Linked DNA regions of Mus musculus: region 1 is linked to region 2. Evidence: chromatin contacts called from public capture Hi-C data. All regions are on one chromosome and are shown on one strand. Each heading gives the region's core, a stretch centred on a gene start, on an enhancer-like site or on the middle of the called end of the contact. The rest is flanking DNA. Distances are from core to core; before and after follow the strand shown. Region 1 has its middle 22 kb from the start of Gm6721. Region 2 has its middle 25 kb from the start of Cry1.

The links. Capture Hi-C pulls out chosen DNA fragments and counts their contacts.
Region 1: a capture Hi-C map of embryonic stem cells shows a contact between it and region 2, with 5 times the contacts expected there. The contact joins two enhancer-like sites.

The regions. Positions count from the first base shown.
Region 1 is chr10:85,828,040-85,830,739 of GRCm38.p6, forward strand. It overlaps the pseudogene Gm19624. Among named protein-coding and RNA genes, the nearest start is that of Gm6721, 22 kb to the left of the region's middle. Within about 2 kb of position 1,367, at least 142 of the 459 cell types and tissues checked have an H3K27ac peak or open chromatin away from gene starts, as enhancers often do. A contact at or near this core is called in embryonic stem cells, where this site is marked.
Region 2 is chr10:85,208,965-85,211,664 of GRCm38.p6, forward strand. No RefSeq gene overlaps it. Among named protein-coding and RNA genes, the nearest start is that of Cry1, 25 kb to the left of the region's middle. Within about 2 kb of position 1,372, at least 11 of the 459 cell types and tissues checked have an H3K27ac peak or open chromatin away from gene starts, as enhancers often do. A contact at or near this core is called in embryonic stem cells, where this site is marked.

The DNA of each region.
Region 1 (2,700 bases), core at 117-2,616, 620 kb after region 2:
TGCATAGAAAGATATTTGTTCTATCCTCATGTAAAGTTTAATGCATGAGAAGTACTTGCAGTTTGAACCCACAATCAAAGCATGATCTTTAAAAACACTCTCACATTAAGTACGGTGATTGGAGGTCTCTTTTCCTGTAAAACTATGACCCAAAGGTACTGTGCCTGGGTGTGGCTCTGTGTAAAGTTTCAAAGAACCGCAGGAACCAGGAGAATAAAGCTTTGAGCTGCTCTCTCTAGAGCAGTGGTTCTCAACCTGAAAGATCCTGACAGAATATAAAAGGTCACAGAAGCCCTGAAATTGGCAAGATAGATGTCACTGTTAGCAGAACTAGCTTCACTGATTTAGAAAAATAGAGGTACACAATGTCTGGCCACTCCTTGAACCTGTGTGTCTGCCAATGTTTTGACCATTCCTTGAACCCATGTGTGTGCCCACTGAAAAAGCCCATTGCCAGGTGTTTGTGATATTGGTTGCTGAGAAAGAGTCAGAAAATCTCCCCAGCAACCACAGCCCGGCCAATCCAGAGTTGCTACACCTGCACCAGACTCTTTCCTTGTACCCCTCCCATACCCATTTCTTGAGAATAGACGTTGTTTAGATCTGGAAATCCCCTACTTCCCCCCCCCCTTCTCCTTTCTCCCCTGAGAGCCTATAAAAACTGGGACCTCTTTCCCCTCGAGGTCAACTCCTCTACCCCTGCGTGGGATATGAGTCGTCCTCAGAGCTCTGGCTTTCCCCGAATAAAGCCTCATGTGGTTTGCATCAAGCTTGGTCTATCGTGAGTTCTTGGGTTTCCCCTATTGTCCTGAGGCCTGAGCAAGGGGCTCCTCTCAGGGTCTTTCAAACCTTCCTAATGCTTCCACCCTGCAACACCCTCAGGATTTTTTATTTAATACCCTCAGGCTGTGGTGAGCTTCAACAATACAATTTTGTTGCTATTTTATAACTGTGATTTTTCCTTTTGCTGTGACTTGTAAATATCGGCTAGACAGGAAATCTGGTAGATGACCCCCAGGAAGCAGTTAAGAAGGGGTGCTGTAGTGTGATCTTCCCTTTGCCCTTGCAAGTTCTGAGCTGCGAAACCCCGCCTCTTCCTACCCACGTGGGGCACGTGCCATTTCCTTTGTGCGAAAGATCAAAGGATGCTGTAAACACCACAGTGGCCAGGAATGGCAAAAGCAGGATTGGGACAGTGACCAACTAGGATCCCAAGCTGACTAAGGGGTGGAAACGGTCAAACAAAACAGCCCCCCAAAATTCCAGTGCCCCACTTCCTTCAGAAACAAAGCGCGCGCATTGCCCCGCTTTCCTCTCCGTCGCTGCGTCGGACCGTGTACTTTGGTTCCTGCCCGCTGGAGGTCGGTCCTGGTTCTGGAGCGACCCTGTGACCTGTCTCCCTGCGCGCGTGCACTCCGCGGTACAGTCTCATGCGCGCTTAGTCATGGGAAGGAGCGAGGGGCTCCACCGTCTCCCTGAGTGGCTGAGGGAGCGAGGAACCGCCGAGCCCTCCTTCCCCTGCTCGGCAGGCCCTGGCTGCAGCGAGCAGGTGCCCCGCTCGCTGGTCGCGGGGGGAGGAAGTTGCGGGGGGGGCACCCGAGGCGGTGTCGCGACTCAGCCACCCAGGGTCAACGGTCAGGCCATCTGAAGGCTACCCAGCCCTCTAACGCTGTGCCCTTTCCGTCCCTGCCAGCTCTCCACCATGCCCGGGGGCGTACCCTGGTCCGCCTACTTGAAAATGCTCTTCTCCAGCCTCCTGGCCATGTGAGCCTGGGCCCTGGCCGTGCATTGGTACTATCGGCCTGACCTGGTGAGTGCTGTAGGGCGCGTGCCCATCCTCGGGGTGAGACCCTCGCGTTCAGTCCACTTTGCTCAGTCCCTCTTGACTTTTAGATTGTCCCCAGTGTTTGGATAACTTGTGCTCACTCACTCTTAACACTCAAGACTCTGTCTAATAGTTGTGAGTTAGCCTGGTCTACAGAGCGAGTTCCAGGGATACACAGAGAAACCGTGCCGCGGGAGTGAGGGAGAAAAATACACACACACACACACACACACACACACACACACACACACACACAGCGTCAAGAAACTTAGTGGAACAGAAAGTGTCACGAACTTTCCATGGAAATGCAGTTTTGTGTCTCATTTCTGTAGGAGTAGTTGCCAGCTGCACTTTATCCAGGAAATAATGCCTAGAATTTGATCCTGTGAGGTTGACTTGATTCATCTCATTACTATTGAAGATGTGCAAGGGTTGTTAGCAGCAGCTACCTGTAAGTGGGGAGAAAGCAACACAAAACCACTGTCTCTAAAATAAGTGGTACTAAGGGTCCTAGGCCTCCATCTGGCTAGTAGAGAATCTTTACTGATAGACTTAGAGGCCAAGGTGGCTGGCTGCTATAGGATGCTGAATGCTTTCCTATTATTTAAGGGATTTATGTCCATTACCTACCTTGTCTTTTGCAATTATTCCAGCCACCACTGTTATGACTGAAAGGTTTGTGGAGAGAGCAATAGAGAGGAGACCGTGGTGGCTGCCCAAAGTTGGCACTCAGTGCTGCCTTAGGGAGAACAGCTAAGATGCTTTGTTTTAGGTGTCCAGCATAACTCACTCATTAGGACAGCAAAAGAGACAACTGTATTCTCATAGTTCTTTAGGCTGAACCCCAGGTCTCATCCTAATTCATCTCTTATTGT
Region 2 (2,700 bases), core at 122-2,621:
TCCACTTGGAACAGAGGTTTCTTTACTGAACTTGGTCACCATTTTGGTTACACTGGCTGGTCAGCAAGTCCCCGTGACGTTTCCTAAAGTGTTGGAGTTATAGGCCTGTGCAGCCATGCTGGGCTTTTCTGCATGGATGCTGGGTATCTGAGCATGGGTATCATATCATGCTTGTGCAGGAAGCATTGTACTTACTCACTGAGCCATCTTCCAAACCTTAGCTTTAGAACACAGTACATTCACCTAATTTGGTTTTGAAAAACAGTTGTACAGTTCATTCCAAAATATTCTCTCCTTATCTTTCATTTGTTTTTGAGATGGGGGCCTTTCATTGTGGGCTTCAAGGTCACTCTGCCTCCACCCTCCTGAGTGCCCATCCCAATTCTGATTTGCATTATAATATGTTTTAGGACTTGATTGTTTGTGACTTTTAAATATATATCACCTTTTATCCCTTTCTTCCTTCCTCTTCACCTTCATTCTATTCTTTGTTTATTTGTTTTGTTCTGACTCTTTGAGATAGGATCTCCTGTAGCCCAGGCTGGCCTTGAATTTGTTATGCAGCAGAGGATGAGGGCAGCCTTGATCTTCTTGCCTCCCCTTCCCAAATGTTTGGATTTCTTGGCCTCACCATATTACCATATCTGACTGTCTGATTGTTTCTCTTTTAAAATCAATTTCTCAGTATCAATTAATTACAGATGGTCAGAGATTTGTTGAGACTATTTCATGGTTAATGCAAGTCACTTTTCCCCCACAGGTTATTCCATAGAGCTTGAAAAGAATGAGGTAAATATTACATCAGGCTTGTTCATGGCTAGCAAAAACATTTTCCGAAGCTTACTGATCTAGTTGTTTTTGTAACCATATACTTTTCTTGGATCTAATCTCTTGGCTTGTTGTATAGGATTTTTGTGTTTACTCTGCTTCATGGTTGTGCCTCTCCTGAAGCACTATTTGGATCCTGTTTGATACTGCAGAAATACATGTGTTGAGTGTATCTTGCCACGCCATGTGAAATCACCATGTGAAAGACTTGATGACTTGACCCTGCATGTATTATGCTGCTTCCTCACCAGGTCAGCTTTGTATCTTTTCCATTCTGGAACCGAGGCTGGAGGAGCACCTCATGCTTGGAATAGATGTTGTATGGGGATGAAGAGAGCAGATCTACCAGAAAGATAACAAAGCTTCAATTTGGACAAGACATACAACATTTCTGTGCACATGCCATTAAGCAAGCAATCTGCATGGTCAGGCCTGATGTCTTGGAGACTGGGGTGAAAAGGTCAGCTCAGAAACTTTGGGAAGGTCATGGAACTCTTGCCTCTCTGGAAGGGAGAGGCTAATTAACATTCGTCAGACCACAGGGCGGGAACTGACCTGCCCATGGGGACACATTCCACAGGACGGACCAGTTCCCACCTTCAGACAAGGGAAGACTTTGTCACCTCATTCCCTAAAGACCAATCAGTTTAAAGGGTGCACTGTTCCACCAATCATACTGTGCCTAGTTGCTGATGCTCTATTCTGCCTCTGGAAACCATATAAAAACTTGCTGACCAGGTGCTAGGGGTCACCACCTCTCCTTTGAGTCTGGGACGAACCCAGTGCACTGGAACAATAAATTCCTCTTGCTTTTTGCATTGATCTTGACTCCACATGGTTCACTCAAGGGGTCCCCAGTAAGCTAAGGCTCCCTGGAGTCTTACAGAGGAGTTATCATCCTCTCACAGGGAGGGAGAGAAGAAGTGTAGGAAACAGCCACACAACAACCCTGCCTCTTGGTTATCTTTGAGTAGCCTCTGCACAGAATTGCTTGTAAAAGTAACTTTTATTCACCTGACGTAAATGTTGTCTGAAGCTTACTGCAGAGTAAGCTCACCCTTTCTAGTTCATTCTAAACTCTGGCTGCCTGGTTTGACTCAGCTGTTCTGGTTCAAATGCCTCTCCAAGCGACTGATTCTGAAAGAAAGAAAACTAAATTCAAGACTTCAAAGCCCTAGCCAGAATGTTTATTCAAGGTCCATGACTCATGTGGCTTGCTAGTTAGGAGGGCTTTTGGGCTTAGAGCAAAGAACAAAAGCTGTAAAGTCATCCCAGGAACCAACTAGCCATAAAGATAGGGAAGACATACAAGAAATCCGGACTGGCCCAGCGCCTCCCTATCTCCCACCCTTCTGACCGGTTAAATGTTAACCAGATGCTCTGCTGTTACCTTGATCTGCATGTAGAGTCTGTTGATATTTAAATGAACCAATCATGTGAAACCGTGCCAATTCCTCCCCCAGCCCCAGACCCTTTTCTATAAAAGCCCCTAGCTTTCAAGCCTCGTGGTCGAATCCACTGTCTCCTGTGTGAGTTACGTTTTGACCCGGAGCTCGGCCATTAAACTACCTCGTGTATTTACATCAAGACGGTCTGTTCATGATTCTTTGGGTGCACGCCGAATTGGGAATTGAGTGGGAGTTTCCCCACTAGGTTCTTTCAATTCAATCTGACTTCTCTCAGCTTCTCACTAAATTGCTTTGCTTGACCTCATATTAACTCTGGTAATTTGTTCTAATCTTCTGGATCCTTTCCTATTCTCTGGCTTCAGCTGCCTCTGCTGACCTGCACTGAACTGCATGGACTCAGGAGCGAACTCAGCTCTGCTGCACTGCACTCACTGCACTGAGTACACTGCATTCACTGTACTGC